Linked DNA regions of Bombyx mori: region 2 is linked to region 1. A link is a contact called in public Hi-C data. All regions are on one chromosome and are shown on one strand. The core of a region is the stretch at or near the end of the contact, and the rest is flanking DNA. Distances in the headings are between cores, read along the strand shown.

Evidence for each region. A called contact is a pair of places that touch in the nucleus more often than the background predicts.
Region 2: a contact with region 1 is called in a Hi-C map of midgut, with 3 times the contacts expected there. The contact joins the enhancer-like site here to the promoter of Ftz-f1 in region 1. A contact is called at or near these places in 6 of 7 Hi-C or Micro-C datasets (middle silk gland, midgut, posterior silk gland and 1 more).

What each region holds. Positions count from the first base shown.
Region 1 is chr1:11,217,900-11,225,468 of ASM3026992v2, reverse strand. It overlaps Ftz-f1 (nuclear hormone receptor FTZ-F1), which reads right to left and starts at 4,702. Exons shown (of 7, transcript NM_001044063.3): 1 at 4,521-4,702. The coding sequence starts at 4,698.
Region 2 is chr1:11,293,668-11,300,679 of ASM3026992v2, reverse strand. It overlaps Ftz-f1 (nuclear hormone receptor FTZ-F1), which reads right to left. Exons shown (of 7, transcript NM_001044063.3): 3 at 2,877-3,499. Among protein-coding and RNA genes, the nearest start is that of LOC732961, 20 kb to the left of the region's middle. Within about 2 kb of position 2,504, at least 8 of the 8 cell types and tissues checked have open chromatin away from gene starts, as enhancers often do.

The DNA of each region.
Region 1 (7,569 bases), core at 3,453-5,952:
TAGAAAAAGTATCGTAGCGTATGTGTAACATTTTATGCTTATAAAATGGGTTGGAGAGGGAGGACGTTGTCAAATTTATTGGTAAACTATTTTCCAAAGGACATAAATTAGTCTGCAAAACTGCGGTTGTTGAAATTGTTTCAAGAAGATCTAACTGACTAATTGGCAACGACAAAAAATCATTTGATGGGATCGTTCTATCTCTGGAGAAAAGCGTTCTCTGCCTAAAGATGAGAAAACTCTGGAGAACCCTCAAAAACTGATCCCAACCCAATGCTGAATCAAAAGAAGTTTGAGATATGTGTAGACTAGACCTGTTTTAGTAGACCTAGTGTTCTTCATCAGACGTTCTTGTAAACAAACTATTACGGTGCGTGGTCAGCGATGATGAAAAATCACATCATTCAATAACTGAGACACGTCTGTGGCTCTAAGCCACTATTACAGGATAACGCTCGACATCACCATGTACGATATCAATGCGCCAAATTAAAGAAGCTGCGACTAGAAACTATATACCTTGTTTCTACTGATTAGATAATCATCCTTCCTTATAAATCCTTCTGGGAGTCTTTACTTGTTATTAAAAAAAAACACTTCAGATTCGATGAAACAGTCAAAATTGCCTTAAAATAGTGATTGCCTTTACGATCCTGTTTTTTAATCTTCGTAACTTTCTGCCTTTGTAAACAGACATGCTTACGGACTGGAACTGGCAGTATGTGGTTAACGAAGCTTATGGACGTCAGCGTGCTTCGGTTATTTCTTTTCGTTGCAGCTGTGGTTTGTGTCGTTGCTGCGACGATACTTACGCTTAGAAATATTTTCTAACCTTGATTTTAAACTGACAGAAAAAGTTCCATAATTAAATGAAGAAGTAGTAATGAAAGAATAGGATACCTACTCTTTGGAATTGCGGCGCGCTAAGGAGTTCTGCGCAATGAACGTATACTCACTGAGTTTCTCGCCGGATCCTCTCAGTGGATCCAGATTTTGATCCGGTGGTAGTTTCTGTGAAGCACTGCTCTTGCTAGGGCTAGTGTTAGCAAATTATCATAATTATTATAATCAGGTTGAGCCCGTGAACTCTTCGACCTGTCCGTGCGTATCTGGAAAATATTCTTGAGCTACCAACGAATAGGTAGGAGAAAACATGAATGAACAACTGTTCCTGCATCAATGAATTGAATGGAACCAATTTCAATTGACCTATTCAAAGAACGGGCCCAAAAGAGATCTCCACTTTAAACACGAGTTTTGATCGTGTCCTAAAATCATGCGCTGAAATACACTCTGATGATTGGTAAACTGTATCATCCAGACGCATCCCATCCCAGGACAGAATATCATTGATATGCCTGATGAAAAGCATGAGAAAGAACACCGTACCTTATTATATAATGGCAGTTCTATCGATTATGGTGTGGAACGGTAGGCATCAACGGTCACTTGGGTTCCATGTCCAAAAGCCAGACCGTCATCATCAGTGGCGGTAGATTGGATCGTCCAAAGTTGCTCTCGGCAGCCTTGGCGTGGGACCAGAAAGCGCGACTTTCAGATTGTTAGATTTGTAACCGCCCGCCAATTTCGGTAACGTGGTCAGATTTCGTCTTGGCAAAAGCCCTCTAGTGAAATCTGAACACAGAGTTAAGATTCCACATTTAGTCAGAGATGCTAGGATTCCGCTTAAGTAGTCTGAATGAAGTTTCTTGAGATTGTTCCAGTACTTAGTCGCGATTCATCATTACTTTACCGACTGTCTTATATCGGCGTGGGATTTAAAAAGGTCACTTAGCACTGTTTTTTTTGGAGTTTACTCCTTTAGAATCGATTTACATATATAGGCCCGGGGTATGAAAATTATGGGGACCAAAATCGTACTAGCATGTCACACGAAATGCGTTATGCGCCTGATTGGCTCCTGATTGCGTGATGCGTGCGCGCGCCAATCAAAATCGTACTAGCATGTCACACGAAATGCGTTATGCGCCTGATTGGCTCCTGATTGCGTGATGCGTGCGCGCGCCAATCAGGAGACAACGCGCGGCCGCGTTATTGCAGGTGACGCCGGGCTGCTGCGCCGGCAGTCCGCCACAAAGCCTCGTACTGATCGCGCGTTTCTCTCATTATTGTATTTTCATATATTTGTTAGTCGTTTGTTTTGTGTCTCGTTAATTTGTTAATAATCTGTAGTGTATCGTGTTGTCGTAATATAGAACTATTTCTCGTATTGTTTCGTTTAATTTTTTATATCCAGTAAACTCCAGTCGTGCGTCGGAGCGGACACACACACTTTTTTTTTTAATTTACAGTCTTGTGTTTTTCACAGACCGCTGGCGCCAAGTGTTTCCAATTCGACGATTATCACTTTCAAGTCCGATATGTTTTAAAAAAAAACTACGTAGCGCTAACTAGTTTAGGGTTTAAAAATGTTGAATAAGAAGGCGAATACACAACAATTGCGCTGATTTGTATTTCAATAGTGAGCAGAACATGATAAAGAACGTATTTATAACTTGCACCTCATCTCAGCATCGCTTTCCGTATTAGAAACTCCGAAGTGTAATACAACAACGACCACAAGACAATAACAAAGTAACGTTTCAGCTAAGCTAAAACAGCTAAGCACCAAGTAGCGACTGATAATTACGATTTTCTTGTCTACGATCCCAACGAGAAATCATTCAATTTATATGTAGTGTTTCATGTCTCTTTATTTAGAGCCACCTAAATACTTAAAAGCGATATCAACATTGATTTTAGTATCGATACTTTAAATAGATAGGTGATAATGTGGTATGATTAATCATGAAAGATACGATTTCATAGCTTCAAAATTTTTATGTGTACCCAAAACCTACTCCTACTCATCTTTGATCTACGGTTTTTGATAACAAAATATCAATGTAGCGTAAAGCTTAGTGTTTATATTGTATATTGAATGTCGGCGCAATATGTACATTATTACATGATAATGAAATTGCAAATAGATTCTCTATCGGTGCACTTGTCGTGAACTTTGTAAGCCGTTCGTTGGCTCGGGCCTTGAGGGAGGTCTGACAGTGTTCGTCTTTAAGCTAATTATGTGCACTTGTGGACACTAATCACTACATTATATTTGAGTTGTCTATTATCAAAGGTGGCAATCTGTGCATTTGGACAAAAACTTTTTATTGATATGTCAATACAGATTGATTTGAATATAATAGTCTCCTTTAAAGAATACGGTTCAAAACTTGCATTAAATAAAGGTTAATAGTTAACCTGTTATTTATCTAAGATGTCGTTCAGAAGAGTTTTGTGACTGCCAATGGAATACAAAGTCAATAATTCGTTTTTCTGATTTACCAATAATTGTCCAAAAGTCACATTGCCGGCTTTGATAATAGTAGACTCATTTATAGAGTTTTTAGTAACCGCTTGAACTCAACATGAGCTGTTAGATTCAAACAAGTCTGTTGACAATCAATTAAGTTCTGTTTGTTCCTTTAAAACTCATACGAAATTGTGAGCATGCGATTGTCTAAATCTCATTATTAGTTCATTAGCTCTTTTTCGTTCCTCAGATTCAGAATACATTGAAAAAAAAAGCAGTTTAAAATGGTTTCATTCAGAAACCGAACGTACCAATTTATTCAAGCTTGACGTACCTATATAACCGGGTTTAATCTTTCTACAACATACTATTACTTCGATTTCCTTAGAGCTTTATCAAATATTTAATGAGTATAGGTGACTCTGTCTGTTTAGGTGTCTATTAAGTCAATGTTGACCAGCAAGTATTCGAAGATCTTTGATTGATGTAATTCACGAAGCCATTACTGACATCTGTACTGACAGAATCAAGCAAACGTGCCCTACTGACACCGAACGAAACCAAAATGCGTGGACGCACCGTCCATTGCATACAAAACGTTCAACATCACTATTTGACAATATTCACCGCAATGTGGAAGCTAATTATACATTCATACTATTCTTAAAACACGTTCCGTGAGCCACTGTTATTCAGTAACTACTTATTAAAACTCTGTTCCACACAGCTAACTCTATCGCAGGATAACGCAAAAAACAAATGCGACGTTGCCACACCGTGCAGCCGAGCGTACGAGCAGGTAGCCTCTACAATGCATACAACACATTGTATCTACATACATATATATGTATGCGTTATTATACAACACTTGTCTTGAATGATAAAATATTTGAGTTTTGGTCCAGGCCTCATATCCCTATAACTTTTAGCGGAATCCAATTTAAATGTTCACTAAAAGCAATATGTTCACAAAATGTGACGCATAAATTTATTTTTCTCATACCTATTAAAATTTTAAGTTCTAATAAGGGTAAGACAGTAGATATAAGCTTTCAATTAGAAAATGTTTACGAAAGTCATTAAAAGTGCATGCTTCATTAGACGGATATAAGACTGAATGACTGAATTTCCGCTATATCCGCCTTTGCTACAGACTGGTACGAAAAGATAGAATTGATAATTCTAGAATGCGATGAAAACTTACCAGTTGTAGGATCTACGTAGGTAATTTTCAACTCCACGTTGGTTGTTTCGATAGATTTTGTCTCCATAGAGCTCATGGCGAATTCCAGGGGAATTTCTGTAACGATATCACCTTTTGGCTGGCTCGTGGAGGCGGCCAGACTTTGCGCTATACTCATTTTTGGAGCGTCTTCGTGCATTATACACGAATAATCTGACGAGGCGACCGTATTTTATCGCCTACAAATTCTACGATATATATTAGGTGTCTAGGGAAATATTCTATTTAAAAAATCGTCCATAAAGCGATTTTACGTTTCAAAAACAAAATGTAGGTCTCTAGGCCACTTCACTTACACTTTGATATTCCGACCGACATAACTCTGATTCAATGGAGCTACTGTACTGATGACTGACATTGAAATAAGTCGGTAAAGGGCAGCGAGAAATTAACCTAATTTGAAATAAATATGTGTCATAGCCCGTTTTAGGGATAAATAATTGCTTTAAAATATTATTTATGAAATATAATATTATAAACGATATAATGTGTATTAATATCATCAATTATAACAAATTTCAATTTGAATGTGCTTAATATATTTATTTCTGAAAAAACTACAAGCGCAATTATAAATGAAAATAATATTAAATGAATACGTATGCTTATGAATACACTCTGTTGTGTAATAAATGACCGTTTCTATTGCACAATCCTTTCACAAGGGCTCCAAATGTAGGTCAATTTTTATGAGTTTGACTGCACGAATCACTTTATTTAAAAATACGATTTTAGTTTCCGTTGGTTAAACTATTAATATTTCTTAAAGAAATTTTCGTTGATATTTTTTTAATACTGAATAATATATTCAAATTATAAAATATAAAGATGAATAAAAGAACAGTATCAGTGTTGCACATTCCGGAAACAAGTAGCGCACTCTTCAAGAAAAACACTCGAAGCAGTACGTTAGTTAGAACCTATTTTTCACAGATGGCGTTGTTCACCGTAACAATTCAAGGTTAAAGCTTTTTTACTTTTTTTTAAAACTAAACATTTTAAGTATTAATATTTTATAAATGGAATGAGCTTGTTAAAATATTAATGGATTTTCGCATCGAAAATTGTTTTTTTGCTCAACCAACCAAACACCTTAACTGAGTACGCCATCTATTGACATTGTTTAAAAAATACAATGCGTGCAACTGACCCAATTCATTTGAAGCTGTTGCAATGGTGATGTTGTAAATACAAATTAAATTATTGTCAATGACAAATTTAATTTAGCAGAATATAAATCCAATCGTCTATAAACTCTAAAATTACTTATGGCTTGTTACCTATAAAACAATTCTTCAGTACATATGAAAAGTATGTTAACATCAGACCCTTATCATCATTACAGAAGAAAGAGCAACAAAAAAATGAAGTTAGGTACCTATTTCAATAAGATTTAGTTTTACTTTTAGAAAGAGTAGCTTGTTTTAAGATATCTGCTGACCTCAACGTTAATTCAGAAACTTACCAGTGTTTTGGTTTTTCAACTGGAAACATATTTGTTGACCAATTCTTCTTGCATCAAACCGAAAGTAAAATAAGAGACTAATTTTCTAACCTAAGCATAAATTCTTGTCGTTTTAGTAAGTTTATATTTCTTGAACCCGTAATTCATTATAAAAAGCAAACACACAATAACATAAAATAAAAGTCAATTTTGTAAAATCTGTCCCTAAATCAAATATTTCAAATAATTATCATATTAGACATTTTCTTAACTCTGCGGGTTTAATTAATGACGCGTTGCTGCGTCCTGTGAATATTTGGTGAACGAATTAGACACATAATTACTTAAAATATGTAGTTTATAAACTTAAAAACACGCTTACCTAAATAGCAATTAGTTTGCTATTTACGCTAAGTAACAATTAATTTCACCTCTTTTTTAATGTTGTAACTATTCAGGCCGTATGTATAACGTAGGTATATAAGTATTATCGTCGGTCCTTGATTCGTCCCATTCCGACAGGAGCCCTCTTCTTCGATATAGCGAAGGCGTTCGACAAAGTCTGGCACAACGGTTTGATATACAAACTGTATAACATGGGAGTGCCAGACAGACTCGTGCTCATCATACGAGACTACTTGTCGAACCGTTCGTTCCGATATCGAGTCGAGGGAACGCGTTCCCGGCCCCGTCACGTCACAGCCGGAGTCCCGCAAGGCTCCGCCCTCTCCCTGTTACTATTTAGTTTGTATATCAATGATATACCCCGGTCTCCGGAGACCCATCTGGCGCTCTTCGCCGATGACACCGCCATCTACTACTCGTGTAGGAAGAAGGCGTTGCTTCATCGACGACTTCAGACCGCAGCTACCACCATGGGACAGTGGTTCCGGAAGTGGCGCATCGACATCAACCCCACGAAAAGCACAGCGGTGCTCTTCAAAAGGGGTCGCCCTCCGAACACCACGCTGAGCATCCCTCTCCCGACTAGGCGCGTCAACACCTCCGCTCCCGCCATTCGCCCAATCACGATGTTCGACCAGCCCATACCGTGGGCCCCGAAGGTCAAATATTTAGGCGTCACCCTCGACAGTAGGATGACATTCCGCCCTCACATCAAGACGGTACGCGACCGTGCCGCCTTCATTCTAGGACGTCTCTACCCGATGATATGTAGGCGAAGTAAAATGTCCCTTAGAAATAAGGTGACACTCTACAAAACTTGCATACGCCCCGTCATGACCTATGCAAGTGTGGTGTTCGCTCACGCGGCCCGCACTCACTTAAAATCATTCCAAATTATTCAATCCCGTTTTTGCAGGATAGCCGTCGGAGCCCCGTGGTTCGTCAGGAACGTCGACCTCCATGACGACCTGGACTTAGAGTCCATCAGTAAGTATCTACAGTCGGCGTCGATGCGCCACTTCGATAAAGCGGCACGACACGAGAACCCTCATCGTGGCCGCCGGTAACTACATTCCCGATCCTGCGGACAGAATGGAAAGCAGTCGACGTCGCCCAAAACACGTCATCTCGGATCCTCCCGATCCACTAACGGTGCTTTTA
Region 2 (7,012 bases), core at 1,255-3,754, 77 kb before region 1:
TTTTGAAGGAATGGGTATCTGCAAGTTCAGTTTTCATATCCACAAAAAAGATTACTTAGTGTTTAAATATATCCAAATTACCGTTTGTTTACTTTTGTCGATTTTGGTTTTATGTTTGTATGTTCGTTCGAGTATCAATTACATAGTACCATCGACGCACAATAGGTGGCGCGATTCAACAAATCAGTAAGTGGATAGCGGAACGTGGCTGAATCGGACTCACTCAAAATAAAAATTAAAGAGTCATCAGTCAGATGAATCGTATTTTTTGTGCTTTTAACGTATTATGAAAAACTTATTATCTACTATACATAACAATAATATGTACGGGACAGCCGGTATTAGTACTAGACACGCTAGCATTTATCTTTTAGAATAGATCGGTTTCAATTTTCTTAGTGGGAAGTCTGAAGTTTAGATGTGACTAGATGTTATTTTAGATGTATTGAAAGATTAGATGTGTATACATTCAACAATAAAACATAAATACAATTCCTTTTTAAGAGTGCAAGAACAGTTGTGAACACAGCATCGAGCACTTGAGTAGTTACTCAATTTAAATACGAAAATTATTTCTTAACTTTAAAATTCTTAATTTTCAAATAAAAATACTGGCACACAATAGTTTTTTTTTAATACGCCGTTAATTGTTTTTGTGTGTTTCGGTACCCTATTTTTATAAAATTACGTGAGAAAAAATGGATAGTGTGCGAGCCCGTCAAATTTGTCGTTTACGAAATGTGTTACAACTAAATTTTAGATCTCGAAGGTGTTGCTACATCGTGCACTGCTTGCTCAACGCGATGGATCGATCCGATGTAATCAAGTTGTTCAATCGGTAAGCGAACTCAATCATTTCTCAAAGATTATGGCAATATTTTGACATTTAGTACGGTAGAGAATTGTAAAGTACTTTGCGAATATAAAAACAAAAAAAAATATTATTCAAAACTGGCAAATCTAGGAAATATTAAAATTAAAGGAAATTGTTATCGAAAGTTTTAGTTTAGATATTACTATTGTAACGCTTTAGAGGTATTATTTAATGTTGCCATAGTGTGACTAGCATCCGAGTTCCAAAAATTAAATGTTACAGGTTATGTTACATTTGAATCGATAATTGAAATTTAAGGTTTGTGGAGCGTAAATTTAGTCGCTCTAATGACTGGTCTCACTCAGTTATTAGTAATGTCGAAATCAAGGCTTGACTAATATCTAGACTACAGGAGAATGACGCGATCACGAAAGTGAAAGGCGAAATGGTAAATTTTATCATTGAAATTGTGTCACAATAAAACATGACTGTTGAAAAACAATTTTACCTCTAGAAAATGTATGTGAATCGCGATGTATATTTAAATTGGGGTTTGGTTTAATGGATTTTTTAAATTTAATGTTGATACTGATTACGAGATACGAAAATAGAATGAGGTTAATTTACATATTTAAAATCCCTAAAATTACCGTGGAAAAATAATCAAATTATTACTTGAAAAGTCGTTCTTCTATTCAAGTTCACGGCTTTGTTATATGATCAAACGTAATTTGTAAGACATTATGTAAGAGAAAGCGAAGAAAGGCCACGCAACTCGTTACGTTTCCGTAGCTATCGGTTACACTATGTGGTAAAAAGTGCTTTCTCGCGGCAAGTCGGCCACGGGCACTGTGTCAAGTGCGACGACGAAAGTGCAGCGTTGCCGCCCCGCATGCCTGCATCGTTACATCACGTTTGTCTGGAGAAAGCTTAGGTCATCAACATCTTCCCCCTTGAATTATTAAATTCGTTATGACCCCATTTTCACCGGCAACGCTTGGTATCATTTCAATATCTTTTGGAATGTGAAATTGACCTATATATATATAGTTTATATGGGTTGCAAAGGAAAACATCGAATTTCCGTAAACGCATGTAAATAGCACTTAGTTCCGTCGTCGTCTCGATTCTGAGAAAGATCGTAAATAAGACGCGTCATTTTAGCACAAACAAAAATTACTAGTTGAAGAGTTTATATCTGCTAGAAAGAGACGAGAATATTTGCTCAGACCGGCAACGTCGCCCTCCCACGTGATAGAACTGCGGCTCTTGCGTAAGCGTACGACGACCAGTGTGGCTGCCATTGCCACCACTGTTCTGTTTCTTCGTCGATTGACATCTACTACTGATTGATTGAACTCATTTATGACACCTCATAAATTGATTGTCCCCACTTAGACTTACAAACTTATTGTGCCATAGAACGAATTTAATATTTTTTATTCAGTTATTTCTGATTTCGGTGATGGTTCATTTTTTTCTCACTAAATATTCTATAGTAGCGCAAGAAACGTTGGTACTACAGAAATACCAAGCTTTCGAAGTTTAATTTGAGAAATATATCATTCTAATTTTGTAAACATGTTTGAAGTTCGGAAAAGAAAAGTAAGGGAGTATGTATTAGAAGGCGGCACCGCGGCACGCTTGTCGTGGGAACTTGACCCAGTTGGTGCGGCGTGGCGCGGACAGCGCGGTGTATCGATTGCGAGAGGTACCGCGTCGCCCACTGCGTCACACGCGCCCCTTACTCACACAGTCACCCAGTAATGAGCGCAAACTATTAGACAAATTGTTATAAACATTCGCAGAGCTAATCAATAAATCAAACAAACTTATAGCACAGCATCGCAAAGCTACATATTCGCCAGCAATTTGGTGTACACCAGGATATGGTTTAAGGATTTGGGTTAGGATAATTCATACTTATCTGCATGTTTACTGTTGATCAGGCTCTCATTGCGTCCGGAGGTCTTGATTTGGTCTTTGGATAACGGATTCCCTACTATCAGGTGGTCTCAATCTTCACCTGTTTGTGTAAAAAGTAATAATAAAAATAATTCACCTTTAAATACTTAAAGAACACTGTGTTTCTTGCCCAATCCACTTGAGAGAATAAATTTTGGTCCAGCACTTTGCACATTAACTCGAAGAGATCTACTTCGCACTGGTTATATGTTTGGCTTTGTAAGAGTCCGAACAGTGCATTCTGCCACTCGCGGTCATCGACGGTTTGTACGAATTCTCTGATCATTGGAGAAACTCGTAAAGTTTCAGTGCTAGTAGCTTCGGCTGTGCTGGATGGTGTAGCGGCGGTGTTCGATTGTGTATCGAACGTGAAAGCATCCGGCGACGCCGAGTGTGGTGAGTGGGCTTCCCACTTGTCGTGAGTTGGTGGTGGAGGTGGCTGCGGCGGCTGTGGCTGAGCCCCAAGGAGCGCTGGTCCCGGCGACGACTCAGGCGAGGACGTCAATGATGATACTTGCGGAATCTGTATCTCTTGTTTAACGGATACAGCTGTGTACGGAGAACCAAAACCAAGGACTAATCCACCATCCCCTAGAGAACCGCGCAGAGTCTGAACGGCGATTTGTCGCTGACGCATCATTTGTAGTTTACGGGCACGGTCTCGTTTGTACATAGGGCCAAATTTATTGCGACCACCGCGCATACGATCTGCTCGAACCGCTGAAAATCATAAAAAGATAACACATATAGTGATTGTAGTAAAGTTTGTGATATTTTATCAGTTCCGTTAAATATTAAGTGATTGATTCGGGACACGTTAACAAAACGAAATCATGGCATTTTTTTTAACAAATCATTGTGTCTTGAATTTAATCTCGTAATTTAATTAAATAAATCAAACTGTGCTAACTTTCTGAGATATTTCCCAAATACAAAATAATTTAGTACCTAGTCATCGGTTATTATATTTGTGCCCTGTGCACAATTAATCAAAATATTTCAGCTTTATTGTGAAAGCGTTACTACAGAATTACTACCTAAAGAACCTAAAGAATTACTACATACATACTACATTATAAAATGCAAGTATAGACTTGAACAGCATTGAACCTGGAAGCGAAGGGGCTTTCAGTGAATAGCAGAATCGTCCAACCCACGAGTTAAAAATAACAACCAGTTTTTATTGTAAGAGTGGCTAACGCGCATAGTGCGATAAGGATAGATTGTAGGGCTTCTTTAAAGGTTAAACAGAGATGGAATGTGTAACGGATTTAAAGCATTGCTATGTGCGATTCAGCCAGCCGGCTTTGTACTGCAAACCAGACTCTCATGTAGGTATTGAGATTCTAATTAGTTTTTGAATAAATCTTGTTGGATTTTTCACTAACAGAAATAAACTTTACATTTGCCAGTTAGTCTATGTTAAAAACAATAATGATTGAAAATGTACTATAATAATTCGTTTTGAGACCGATAACATTTACTAAGAGATAATAAAAATTGCTTCTATGAGTGTGGAATGTTTGTGAGTTTATGTTTTATATGTTAAACATTTCTTGAATGATAAATTATATTTAAATGCTTACTTATGTTATGAGTATTAGGATTAAGGTTTGACAAAATGCAATTTCGTACGATATGTAGGGGTTCCAATATTTTGTAAATCAATATATTTGCAATGCATAAGTTAGTATAACTTAATTAATGTGTATAAATAAACTCATAGTACTGTATTTCAATATGGTCACAGAAATTACTTTCAATCTAAATCAGATTTTTTCAATTTCCATGGGACAAAAATAATGTTTGGTCTTGAATGAATGTTATTTAGTTATAATAAACCAACTTAACTTAACAGAGATTCAGAGTTCCAGTAAGGTAAATTTCTGTTGAACTCATTGTTTATTTATACAGACTAATTAAATTGAAGTGGCAAAATTAAGTTGCGATGTAATAATTTAAAAAAAAGTATTCTTAATTATTAAGGATTACACAAAAAGTAAACATCCGTAATACTCCCACCACCAATCAATAATTTTCGTTTTAATGTTATGTTTTTATCATTTTACTAATTACCACTTGTTAAGAAGAATAGTGTGCAATTTATTATGGCAATGTCAAAAATGAACAAAATCGTAATGGGTATTTTGCGGTTAAATAGTAACATGTAAATTTTAAAACTATTTATTTTTAATTTAAAACACGTTAACAACGAACCACAAATTATTGGTAAGCATAAAATACGTTTAAATGCAACAACATTTATTTTTGTAGTCAGTAAAAAAGAGTCAATATGCATCGCGGTGTTTTAGTACGTTGTTCATAAACTTACAAATGTTTTTAAAACATTAATAAAAAACCTATTAATAGGTCTTCATTATTCGTTTAACGCAAATCTGCATTGGTCGTTTCTCGTATCATAGACACAGCTGAGAGTTTATTGATATGTAGTAGTATTTTATTAATAACTCATAATATTGTAAACGAATGAATATACTATGATAGTCGATAATGCGGTAAACGAGGTCAGTCATTTATTACTAAGCTAAACTAGATCAAGGTCAAGGTCATTTTTACAAATCAAAAACATACGTCTCTGTGACAAATAGACTTCGGGCCGAAATAGACACATACGTTTGTGTTCACCTCGCATTCTGATGTTATTTGTGGCCTGTAGCCCAATTGTCAGAGATGGGTCAAGGTCTATCTTGGGAACGAGGTCACGCAAAATCGAACGGTATCCTTGCCTCTTTTACAGCCAAAACTTTATAATGGGTGTTTAATTTAAACAATCTCAGAAATTTTAGGCTGCATGATCATCAATATGACCTTGGCATACGCGTCAGGGCCGTCAAATGAAGTAATCGTGTCAACGAGATAAAAAATAGTATGTACTGAAAGGACGGGAAGAGGTGGGGATCGCTCCTTGTACCGACGAGCCGGTGAAACTTGGTCAAGGCTGGCGGAGTGCTCACCCCGCACTCCGCGCCTCACCGTACGAATGAAGCCGGTGATGGCCGATTATTGCCGAACACCCGCACGCATACGATCGCGCGTTGAGATACCTACGTCGACGATCATTACACCATTACACAACACTGTTAAATCATCAACCGTGATGATCCGCCCAACTATGTCAAGATCTTTCATATAATACGATTGGAATTTTTAACTAGGTCTTATTAGAGTCCAAGTGGATCTTTGCCACTAACAGTATTTAAAGATTTTGCATTTGATTACTCCATGTATACACAATATATTGAACGTATTGGAGATTTTGTTAAAAACTAAAAACCCTACAATGACACATTTTATGTTAAACATAGGGAAACTGGTTTATTTCTGCTATTACAAACGGTTTTGAAGCGCAACAAAAATCCTTCTAAGATGGCGGCACTCGTAGAAATGTCGTAATAATACGACAGGTAATGCCTAAAAAATAGAAAGGCCCGGTGTGCGAGGCCGCTCTGTCGAAACACTCTATTCAGGTCAAGGCAGCGCGCCGAAATAGTCGGCTGGCGCGCGCGTTTTTATTGTGACTTAACATCTGTCCTAGCTCTGAACGCGTGACCCCTACAGTACTAGATTCACAATCGTATCGTTTAGATACCTTGCATAATAATACCATTATAAACATTAGTGGCCTTATTTAATAAGCGCGGTGGAAACTTAGGAATGGTTACGGCACGTTGTCTTCTGCATTGAAAGTCGGCTTCAAACACGATCGAAAGAGACAAAAGACGGTGTAAGCTGGAATTAGTTGCATCGCATTTGTATAACAAAGCCCTACGCCCTACGCCAAAGAGCGTTAAAATTAATTTAATCAAGTCCTTCATTCTATATCTTAAATGGGTTTAATTATTGTTGTTAGTTGTTCACGTTATGTAGGTACGAGTTCGTGAATACATAATTCATGTTTTAAGTATCTGAATTTCCGAACAGTAGTTGCAATAATTTATATCATAATAACTTTGAGTTACGTAAAACTCTGTCCACACTGCGGTCAGCGGTCCATGTAAAAACCGTCATTATTCTTCGCCATTCTACTTGCCCTACCCGGCTCGGCTTTGTTGCGCAGTGGAACAAATAGCAATATATTGAGTACACATGTGTAGGCAAGTTTTTGTTCATCACTATGTACTCTAATATTATTTTATTTGGGTTCTCTAAATTTAAATTTTGAAGTAACCATTACAATATTAATAAATGCTGAATTTAAGGCTGACGTTAACT